3 separate regions of the Zea mays genome follow, and all the other regions are linked to region 2. The links are chromatin contacts, called in public Hi-C maps. All regions are on one chromosome and are shown on one strand. The core of a region is the stretch at or near the end of the contact, and the rest is flanking DNA. Distances in the headings are between cores, read along the strand shown. Region 1 holds the start of LOC100191345. Region 2 holds the start of LOC103637069 (mucin-1). Region 3 holds the start of LOC100272801 (putative cytochrome P450 superfamily protein).

Region 1 (3,778 bases), core at 1,162-3,661, 200 kb after region 2:
CTTTTGAACTGTTTATCGAATTTGAACTTATAAGGTAGTCGCACAAGTTCTTTCTTCTCCTTTGTCCCCTTTAGCTTCGGCATGTTCCATTCACTCAACGTAGGGAACACCTTATAGGCCAGATATTCTTGGACTAGATCTCTTGTGCTGATCTGCTCGGCTACCACCCGGAATTCTGCCACAGCTTGTTGGCATGGTGACCCCGGCTCCATACGGCACAACAGCCTAGTCAGCCCAAAGCTTAAGCTTAGAGGGCTCAGTACTAGCGTCTTGAGCTTCTCCCTCTTCTTCTCATCGGCCTTCACATAAAACCACTCATTTTTTCAACCAGTTGGCCACTTGGTGCGATAGCTAACCACCGGAGTCTTCATATCTTTGTGGTAAGCGAAGTTGTAGCAACCAAAATTCTCATGAAGACCATCTTCTCTAGCCTTCATCTGATAATGAAGCTCGTGCACTCGGCAAAAGGCTTCGGCATTCAGGTCTATTCCTTGGCTTCGCAGAGCCCAGATGAAGACGTTGAGTCTAACGATATCGTTAGGAGTCAGCTGATGAAGATAGATTTTGTAATTTTCCAAAACTTCACCAATCATTTCGTTCAAAGGAAACCTCAACCCCGGTCTGAAGAAACTCCTGAAAACTACCACCTCATCATTTTCCAGTGTCGGAGTGGTTTCTTCCCTACCAAAACGAATCAGCTTCTCCGAAGTAGCCTAGCTTTATCATCATAGGCATATCAGCCTCAGAAACGGTAGATTTTCCAAATTCCAAGTGACTGGGTTTGGCTGGCATGAGAGTATTATAATCTTCCTCTTCTTCATCAAAAACATCTTCTTCAATGTCAACATATTCAGCTTCGGCAGCAGGTGCACCTTCGTCAGCAGCTACCTCTGTCACAACCATTCCCGATTGTTTCATCACTTCAGAGATCGGGGCAGTCTATGTGGCTTCGGCCTTCTCTCCGTCACGAGTCACCCTAGCAGTTGAACGAACTCTGGCCATCAGGTGCTGAATTCCTTGCAGTTCTTACGAATGTTGATGATTTTTATGGTTGTGACGAAGCTCTCTCTTATGACGAAGCTAGATCAAAACGATGCTTTCCTTGAGAATGCAATGAGAAAGCTTCGGCTATGGTTAAATTTTTCAGCAGCACAACAGTACAATGACAATGAATGCTGTGGTAACTTCACACATACCCGTCTGTTTATATAGTGCTGCAGGTGTGAAGGTGAATCGTCAAGTCGCCCGTACCCGCTCAACAGTCACTCGCACTCACTGAACGGTGGACCACGGTGCGTGCGAGATGAATCGGCAGATCGTGCATACCCGCTGCATGGTGGGACCACCCCGCGCTCAGATTATTTTAATCGTTTCTCGGTAACGAGCTCAGGGAAGGTGTTTTTCAGACCTTCGGCATTCCGAAGCCTAGGACAATTTTTCACGGATCAAGCTCGTTACGAAAAACGATCTAGCACCACGAAGGGCTACTGTTGGGGGTCTGCTTCGTAGCCGAAGGTCCTGTAAGAAGAAACACCTTCGGAAGATCAGCACGGAAATAACGCCGAAGCTACCTTACAGGGAACTTCGGCATAACGACATGTCTAAGACGAAGGGTTGCACCGACTTAAAGATGAAAAGACAGATTGACTCATGATAGTTTGTGTCATGATTGTAATCTTTTTGTAAAGGGTATAAATGTAATTTCACACAGGCTGCGCCCTGTGCCTATAAATAGATAACACTACCCCCGTACTGTAGACGCTGATTTGTACTCGCTCGTGCATCACACTTGTTCTTTCTCCTTCTGTTAAGCCGAAGGTACAAATGTAATTTTATATTATTTCTATTTATCCATGACAATATAATAAAAGATGAGTTAGTAATATTATATGATTATTCATATTGTTTCTTATATTTTACATGCTTCTTCTTTCATTATCATATACTGAGAAGGTATGTCTTTCATGACCTTCGTGTGAAGATCATTATATGCTAAGGGAAATAGTGCTTCAAAGGACGAAGAGCTTTTACCTTTAACATTTTGTATTGCCTTAATCTTAATTCATAGCATTTAAGAACAAGTCCCCAACAATTACGATACTTATTGATTATAAAAAGAATAAGCATATTGGAGATAAAAACCCGCGGGTAACCCGTGTGTACCCGCAAACCCAATGGGTTTGAGTTTGGGTAAAATTTCAAAATCGTCACATGTATAGGTTTTTTAATGAGTGAGGTTTGGGATAGCAAAATTCGGCGGGTTTGTACCCGTTGTCATCTCTACCCGAACCGAACCGTATAAAGACGGTCACGCACTGTATAAAGACGGTCGGATTGGACTCGTACCGGATTAAAAAACGTGCTTCAGCTGGGCTTTCGGGGTTACATCAATATTTCTCTTCCTCCACTTCCCATCCTGTTCGTGACTCGTGATTTCGCCGCCGGAAAGCCGAGGGAGAGGGAGCGAGATGGGGTTCGTCGGCGACACGATGGAGTCAATCCGCTCCATGCAGATCCGCCAATTGCTCACGCAGATCATCAGCCTCGGTGACGCTCTCTGCCGCACCCTCCTCTTCTTTCCCCCCTGCTTGTTTTTTTTTTCTCCTCGAGATCTTTGTAGTGCGTTTGGAGCCCTATAATTCTTGGGTTTGTGGTGAGGCCTTTGCCATGCGAGTCTACTACGATTTTAATTAGCGGGACAAGTCTTTTTTCCATTTCCAGTGGTTTTTGCCGTAAGATCGGTGGAGACTGCTCCTGATTCTTCATCTGGTTCTATGATCTGAACTCTTTAGCTACCCCCCTTAAGAATCATAAAAATGCGTAGATGAGAACAGTAGTCGAATTGGGTGTGACAGCTTTAGAGAACTGGATTTTGTTTTTTTTTCTTCTTCTCCTCTTTTATTATCTGGAGCGTTTATAATGATGCTTATGCACTGAAGAAGTGATTAAGTTTCTTGTGGGTTACTCTAGACTCCAGTTGTCGCTAATAGCAATTCAGGTTTGTACACTGGGACTTTCCTGCGGTTTGATATTTGACTGTTAATTTGCAACATGAGTCTCATGAGGAGGGTTTTAACTTTCGAATTTTTCTCTTTGCAGGTATGATTGTTACCTCTGCATTAATCATATGGAAGGGGTTGATAGTTTTCACAGGGAGCGAGTCACCAGTTGTAGTGGTTCTCTCTGGTAGCATGGAACCTGGATTTAAAAGGGTTTGTTTACTCCCTACATTGCTACATGCAAATTACCTTTGATGTTGTATGCTTTTTTATGATATTTATACGTTTGATGTTGACATCATCAACTGTTTAGCACAAAGGAACATTTCCATTTTTTATATGAATGCTTCTCACTTTGCTTTAAGTTTGTATACGTCGAATGTCAGCATAGTTTCATTGTTCTTATTACCAGATTTTTCCTTTTAAGTTAGTATACTTTACAAAAATATCACATTCCTGTCCCAGTTGTCACAAAATAACCACTTCTAGTGCCGATTTCATAAAACTACCAAAACTTTGGGTTCCCTTCTCACAAACTTGCAACATTGTGCCCTGAGAACCTGGACCCACTTGCCAGCATCACATAGTGCAGAAAAAAAGAATGGCCCCAATCTGTTGCAATATATGATGCTGTCCAGTGGGCTCAGGTGCTCAAAACATTTTTGGGGCAATACACTGTTCACAGAGTAAAGTTTGAAATAAGGAACGATATAGGGGATAGGCTAGGTAAGCTGCTGGAGATAGCCTTATAAGGGTACCTTAAGTGTTATAGTTTTGTG
Region 2 (3,817 bases), core at 591-3,090:
CTGTCGAGCATCATCAGCCATAACCGGAGCTCAGTAACGAAGGAGGTGGCCCTATGATCGCCTACCCCGTTTTTCAAAACGACCCGAGTCCTTCTCTGCCGCCCGATCCGATGCGCTGGATCGCCGACGACCGGCTCCCTGTCCGGTAGCTTCTTGCCGATTTCCGGCACTGGTGCGTCGCCGGAGATGGGAAGTACCGCTTGCTCACCTACCTGGATCTCAGTCGAAATAACCATTAATAGCCGAATACTCAACTACCTGAACCTGTCCCGGAACCACCTTGGTGGAGAAATATCGGCAACCATTGCTGCAATGCAGAGCCTTACGGCCATAGACTTCTCCTACAATAACCTGTCTGGGCTCGTGCTAGCGACTGGGCCATGATGCACACACCTACGATGGCATGTCCAATACCTTCAAGTTGCTAATTGTCCTTGGCTTGCTTGTCTGCTCCATTGCGTTTGTTGCATGGCAATCTTGAAGGCCCGATTACTAAAGAAGGCCAGCGAGGCACACAGTTGGAGACTCACTGCGTTCCAGCGCCTAGACAGTCTGAAGGAGGAGAGGAGCTAGGATTGTGTACAAGATGACGACAATGCTGGATGGTGAGCATGTTGCAGACTTGCAGTGAAGCGGCTTTCGTCGATGAGCCGTGGCTCGTCGCATGACCATGGGTTCTCTGCAGAGAAACAAACTCTTGGGAGGATCCGGTGGTAGCGCATCTTCACGCCCGACCAGTGCTCACGGCTGTGCTGCCGCTCTACGTTGCCATGATGCTGGACCGTGAGCCAGCCGTGGGCCGCGCGACGGAGGCTCGGCTCCGCGCCGCGGAGGCAGAGCTGGAGCGCGCCCGCCGCCGCGGCGCGGATCTGGAGGAGCGGCTCCGGCAGCTGGCCGGGGAGGGCCAGGCGTGGCTGGGCGTCGCCAGGAGCCACGAGGCCGTCGCCGCTGGCCTCCGCGCCACGCTCGACAAGGTGCTCCAGCAGCCCGCCGTCGCCGCTGCCGGCGGAGGAGAATGCGGCGTGGCGGAGGACGCGCAGTCCTGCTGCTTCGTGGCATCCCCGTCGGGGCTCGTCGCCGGCGACGCGGTGTCGACGGGTTCGTCGCCGTCGTGCAAGGCCTGCGGCGTCGTTTTGCTCATCATCATCGCATGCGGAAGCGACGGCCGCGAGGTGGGCCTGCTCGAGCGCTCCCATGGCGGTAGATGCACCCATCTCAGAAACGAGATTAGATCTCGATTGATCCCTTGGCGACTTCGCGAGCCAGTCAGCAGCTTGGGGAGGAGAGAGAGAGTGCGTACAGGAGAGATGGGGGAGAGGAGATGGATCCCTGGCATCACGAACGCGCGCAGCGTGGGGGGAGCAGGGACGGGGAGGGGGCTAGGGGATGGGGGGTTGCAGATCCCCGGTATCACGGACGCGCGCAGCGTGGGGGAGCAGGGGCGGGGGCTGGACGACAGCTATTGCGCAGGGGTTTGCGGCGTGCTGCCGTGCGGTGCGGGAGGCCGTTGCTGGACGGGAGCGGGGGCAGTCTACAAATGGCTCTTAATAGTTGTAATGAAGCTGAGCATTGCATTTAATATGTTGGTCAAAATTTTATTAACAGTTACTAAGTATAGGTGTATACCATCCAATAAAATAAGAGATCACAATTATAATAAATCCCACAATGCAATGCATATGACAAATTAAATTTAATTCCATAAGTTACACATGTGAGTGTCCAAGATGTTCTTGACCGTGAGCACGACTGATATTCTAGTTTTGTACTCTGTAGAGGTTCACATCTTTACCCACAAGATGTGCTACCCATTTTCCAAGGGGCCTACAATTCCCATTCATCTCTACCGAGGAGACGAGGCAGAGTAGCACTACGAGGCCTTTCCAAAGTTACACTAGTTCGAGAAAACCCGCTACGGATTTAAGAAGAAGGAAGCATAGGAGTTCCTCGTTTGAAAAGCTTTACAAACAGTCCAACCCGAGGTCCTCCCTATACTCTATACTGACCCGCTCCTCGCTTGTCCCTTTTGGGTAAGGTAGTCTCTCCCTAGATTTTCTAATTACTTGGCCTAGGATGTCCTATTCCACCCTTGTGGTAGCACTGTTTTCCCAATTGGTTCTCCATGTTCTAGTTAACACAATAATCTTATCATGAATAGTAAATAATCCAGCAATAATGATAAAGTATGATCATGTTTCATTTAGCATTACTTCCCAAAACCAGGTACAACATAGCTAAACTACCAAATAATTCATTTACAAGCAAGGTGTGAGGTAAACAAAACTAGGGCAACCTATTAGGTCCCATCAAATTAACCTGAGCATGTCACAATAATTATAGAGAACATTGTTAGGTAAAGAAGAGTGGTCAAGGGCACAACTTGCCTTCTGCGAGCTTCTGCTCAGAATCTTCAACCTGATGTGCTCTGGGCTCCTCGGTCACTTGCTCGTCTACTCAAAATAGTAAAAAACATTGCATAGGAGAAATTAACATCACACCAAATATGAGAACACACTGCATAATAATGTTCTACGCGTTGCAACGAGATCGTAGATTCGAGAACCACTAAAATCGGAGTTACGGTTAAAAAGATATGTTTTTCCGTAGTTCTTAGGTGATTAAATGATAAAGATATATTCTATTAATATAAACCATATGAGCCATACAATCTAAAAAAATAACTAATTCAACTTTAATTATAACATGATTAAAGATCATATTTTAGTCAAATTATAGATGGATCAAGTTAATCATATTGACTGTGACTAGAAAAGTAAGTCCAATAAACATTGGGTTAACCAAATATTTAGTTATCTTTGAACACACTAAACAAATTTTGTTAATGTGTAGACAACTTTAATACGAAGCTAACACGACTAGAACGGTGGAAATTGAGGTTAAAACAGAGAAGTTATGCAATAAACAAGTTTTAGGTTGTTTTATTATAATTAATATACCTAAAATTCAATTCCCATGTTTGTTTAAATGAGATCAGGGCTGCGGTTTCTAATACCCGAGAGCTCAGGGTTCTGTTAACCAGATCTAGGACCAGTTTGTTATGGTTCTTAGAGGTAGAAGGCCTGCGTGTTGTTTCTACGAAAACCGAGGGACTCATTAGCGAATATAACACGACAGTATATACATGCGCGCTTTTATGGCTGTCAAATCAAGATTCGAGGATCCCTATATTTTACCCGAACATGTACGTGAAGGAGGTCACTGGATCTGAGATCCATGGCCCAGATTTAATCTTGAACCGCTATGTGACTGCGACCATAGGATCATAGATCAATGGCCCCAATTTTATTACACCCTCTCATCCGCCCATTCACAGATCAACGCTCAGGATTTATCGAGCCAAACAGGTAACAGTGCTCTAATCATGACCGTCGAACTCGAGATTGACGATCCCCACATCTCCTCCTCCTTACCGATGCTGTGCACAGGCGGCGGTGTTCTCAGCCCACGGCGGCGCCATCACCGGAAATCCCAACCTACACACTAGAGCTCTAAACTTCGATCCCAACGACGCTACACATAGAGGGGAAGTAAGCGAACTCGTATGAGAAATCTCACCAGGAACCGAGGCGTGATGTTCTCTACCCACGATGAGACGCGGCTCTGCGGTGGTGACGGCACTCCAACGACGAATCACGGTATCTTCGTCCACCAGACATGCACAGCAAGGGGTCAATTGCTTGAGCGTGACCTGATGAATCACCAGGACCAATTCCCCGAGGCTGAAAGCTAATGCAAAGGATTTCCAGGTGCGACGGCTTTCCCTATTATCCTCCTCCTCGCCATGATGGTGCTCCTA
Region 3 (4,107 bases), core at 169-2,668, 140 kb before region 2:
AAGCCACGAGATGAGTAGTGCCGCTCACCTATCCTTCTTTGATCTGTTAACCTGTTGTGGACAACTACAAGTTGTTGTTTAGGAGTAGTAGGTACTAGTACTCCCTAACCCGTGCGGTGGGTCTTTTAGTTACGTGTCAAACATGACTGGAGCCAGCCATGCATCACAAAAGTCGTCCGATCTCGCCAAAATTCAATGACTAGCAAAATAAAATAAAATATGGACTTGGCTGTTGATTCGTCCTTGTCCACTGGCAGATGGCATTGATTTGTCCACCGGTAGATGGCATCGGTTGCAGCATGTGCGCAGCCACCACCACAGAGGCACAGATGCAATGCATGCAACTGTCTTCCGCCCAGCTCCAGCCTCCAGCTCATACCTCACCCGCCGACGATGCAACTTGCAACTCCACCCGCCGTCAACCAACCACCAGCCCAGGTGGCCAGCTCAAAAGAAAAAGGAAAGGAAAGAAAATGGAATATGGCAGACTTACTTGCGCTCCTGTACGAAGTTGTCCTCGAAGACCTTCATGCGGCGCGTCTTGAGGTCGTGGCAGCGGTTGAGGTAGCCGCGGAGGAAGGGGCGGAGCACGGGGATGAAGTCGCCGTAGTTGTACTCGAAGCTCTGCGACAGGCGGCTGCGCTCCGCGTTGAGCGCCTTGAGCTTGTTGAAGAGCGGGTCGTGCTCGCTGTCGAACCGGCGGTCGAACATGATGCGGAACATGTCGTTGTACATCATCAGCTGGAGGCGGCGGCGGAGCACGACGCCGCCGGCCGCGGCCTCGGGGTCCTTCCTCACGTCCTCCACCACCAGCCGGGCCTCCTCCTCCCACCCGGCGCGGTTCTGGGCCACCACCTTGTTGGTGAAGAAGGGGACGGTCATGATGCGCCGCATCTTGCGCCAGTGGTCGCCGTACACCGTGAACACCATGTCCTGCCCCTTGCCCGTGAAGATGTCGAACACCACGTTGCGGGTGCGGGAGCCGAACTCCACGCCCTGCGTGTGGAGCACCTCCTTGGCCAGCTCCGGGGTCGACACCACCACCAGGTTGCGCACGCCCATGCGCAGCAGGAAGATGTCGCCGAACCGCTTCGCCATGGCCATCAGGTTGCGGTGGTTCAGGTCGTCGCCCACCTGCAGCCAGTTTCCCACCACGGGGGCGCCCGGGGGCCCCGGTGGGAGGCGGTACCGCTTGCCGGTCAGCTTGGCCACGGCGATGGCCACCACAGCCGCGGCGAACAGGCCCAGCAGGGCCTTCTCTAGGAGGGCGAGGTCCATGCTGTGCTGCCTGCCGGTCCGGCCGGGGTAGGTGGGGTGTGTGGTTTGTTCGTGGAGGCGATGGAACAGGCAAGGAGGAATGCCGGGGATTTTATAGCGTTTTTTTGGGAGAGAGCGCCGAGACGGGTCCAATTTGAGTACACGAATTTGTTTGGTTTGCCATTGCGGGGGTTGGTATGGTTTTGGTGCTGCGGGCGGGCCCCACAAAAAAGTTTCCAAAATGTGTGGCTCTTCTTTTTGTTTTTGTTTTTGGAACGGGATCAAACACTACTATTGCTATTTGCTGGCAGCGGAAGGCCCAAAGGGGATTCATGGATCACCGCTGAGACTGCAGTCGGTGAAGTTGCAGCTCCGCTAACCCGTCTTTTCCATGGAAAAGTTTACTGTTACTAATTACGAAACGCAGCCAAGTCCTTACAAAAATGCTTCAGCTAATTCACAGAACAAAATTAGAGAATGTGCAGATAAGTGGACTGTGATGGGTTCTTATAGTTAGGGGTGGTAATGACTCTAAATTTTACACTAAAAATTTTAAGTGTCAGATCGATTAAGATTGGACTCTAATTCTATTCAATTTTGAACTAATATTAATTAAAGGCACAAATAAATTACGAAAAACATTTGGATCGTGATCCATTACCACTCTTATTTATAGTAAACAAGGATAGGCAAGATATATAGTTGTAGTTTTGAAAATGTAAACTGGCCAAAGTTTGTCTTTACCTCCCATTCTACATATACCATCTTGGAGCCTCTCACTAAATCTAATAAATTGATGAAAGATGTCCATCCTTGCTAGGCCAATTAGAAGTTCCTACACATGTAATTAAACTTAAGAAGCCCGTCTTACCGGTAGATTTAAGTTCATAGATGAAGACAAATGAATTCTAGCTTTTTCATAGATAGTCTGAGTAAGAGCTACTATAGTCTCCACAGTTGACCTTCTTTATATAGAATCCATAATGAGAGGACTCTCAGACTTGCTATGTAGTAGGGGCTCCATATTGTCACACCCGGTTTTGAAGGTAAACCGAATGCGAACCATGTACGTGCCAGGATCAGTAATTCACGTACACAGCGATTACATAAATGACTCATCATAGCACAATGCTTCGAATTACAATAAAGAGTAAGTAATAATATTACAAACTAGAGTCATTTACATAATATAAATCAAAGTACACAGAATCGAAACGTAGCCAACGTAAACAACCCACCACAGGCAGCTGACTGGGGGAGGTCGCTAGCCTAATCCTCGAACTCGTCGACGTCCTAGAACTCCTGGAGATCCGCCTCGACGCCTTGTTTACCTGAGCATAGATTGCACCAAAGGCAACCTGGTGTTTTGTGAAAGCAAGGGTGAGTACACATCAACGTACTCAGCAAATGTCCCGTTTGGCTGTAGTGGACTAGCTTTATGTGGGGTTAAGTCAAGCAGTTGCTTTTAGTTGGTCAGGTTATTATTACTAGTAGAAAGCCAGGTTTTAGCATTAACCCAAGTTCTTAACCCAAAGTACCCTTTCCAAATGGAAAGAATACCACTTACCATTACCATAAGCATGATCATAATCGTCCTCATCATCATCTGTAAACCAACCATCTCTGATCGAAGTATCTAATCAATGGAGCTCCCTTGGCCGCTCATAACCGCGAGCACGGCTGATATATCAGTTTCATAACACTCTGCAGAGGTCGCACACTTTACCCATGAGCCGTGATTCCCGTTTTGCCCGGGGATCATGACTCCCCATTGATCACTTCCTAGGTGGTCCGGCAGGGTATCACTACGTAGCCTTTACAAAGATTCCCTAGAGGTCATAGCCGCCCGTTAGGTTTCTCCAGTTTGATAAACACAGTACCTCTCCCCGCAGGAGGGTGACTAACAAAAGCAAAACAAAAAAACCTCGGCACTCAGCCTCGGCAGAGCAAGCACTGTGCCTGGACCCCATTGACGGCACGACGACGAAGCAACTACACCTCTAGTTCCTCTAATTAATTAGCTAAGGGCATCCCATTTCACCCTCATGGTTGCACTGTTTTCCCGGGCGGTCATCCAACGAACAGGTCCTTACGGAGAGACACTCGAGAAACCGCGAGAGCCCCCTTGAATGACACAAGTATAACATCATAATAAAGAAGGGAAACCGCGTATCATTGATAAATCTCATCATGTTCATTGATTAGAGTTGAGCAATAGCATAAAGCTAAACAATAATAACCCAAAAGGTAATCAAGGGCAAGGTAAATACAAAGCTAGTCAATCCTTAGGTTGATCATGGTATGCGGGTTGAGGAATTATAAAGTAAATGGGACATAATAGGTCAGAGGACACTTGCCTTCATCAAACAGATGCTCAGGGTCTTCAACTTCGTGGAACTCGAATAGCTAGATTACTTGGTCGCCGAAGCTTGACCGTCGATTCCTCGAAGCTCGGAAATGGATCGCAGTCTATTCGCGACGCACAACGAATACAAACAGGCACAAACAAACATATACTTGCATAAAACATTACACCATACAAGATAAAATATTATAAAAGCGAGCAATATAAAATAGAGAGCGCTTCTACAGTTATGCGAGGAAAAGAACCACGATAGTCGAAGCTACGGTCGAGGGGTTAGCGCGTTTACGTTAAACAAGTACTAATTAGAACATCCAATTCAACATAATTATATTAATTTATATTAATCAAATGTAAATTAATACTACTACTTAGTTTTGACTAACTTACTATTTTAATAGTTGACAGTTAAGCAAGTAACTTAATGAATATGAGCGATTCTAAGGGAGACGAATTAACGACGCACGACGTGCAAACACGATGTGCGC

What was found. Hi-C and Micro-C count contacts between places; a contact is called where the count stands out from the background.
Region 1: a Hi-C map of tassel shows a contact between it and region 2, with 4 times the contacts expected there. The contact joins the promoter of LOC100191345 here to the promoter of LOC103637069 in region 2. A contact is called at or near these places in 6 of 25 Hi-C or Micro-C datasets (bundle sheath, ear, endosperm and 3 more).
Region 3: a Hi-C map of endosperm shows a contact between it and region 2, with 4 times the contacts expected there. The contact joins the promoter of LOC100272801 here to the promoter of LOC103637069 in region 2. A contact is called at or near these places in 2 of 25 Hi-C or Micro-C datasets (endosperm and leaf).

What each region holds. Positions count from the first base shown.
Region 1 is chr8:85,846,055-85,849,832 of Zm-B73-REFERENCE-NAM-5.0, forward strand. It overlaps LOC100191345, which reads left to right and starts at 2,412. Exons shown (of 8, transcript NM_001136779.1): 1 at 2,412-2,547; 2 at 3,100-3,212. The coding sequence starts at 2,469.
Region 2 is chr8:85,642,433-85,646,249 of Zm-B73-REFERENCE-NAM-5.0, forward strand. LOC103637069 (mucin-1) reads right to left here and starts at 1,841. Exons shown (of 2, transcript XM_020543034.1): 1 at 1,770-1,841; 2 at 1-1,459. The coding sequence starts at 1,841. The coding sequence ends at 761.
Region 3 is chr8:85,500,482-85,504,588 of Zm-B73-REFERENCE-NAM-5.0, forward strand. It overlaps LOC100272801 (putative cytochrome P450 superfamily protein), which reads right to left and starts at 1,419. Exons shown (of 3, transcript NM_001147254.1): 1 at 494-1,419. The coding sequence starts at 1,278.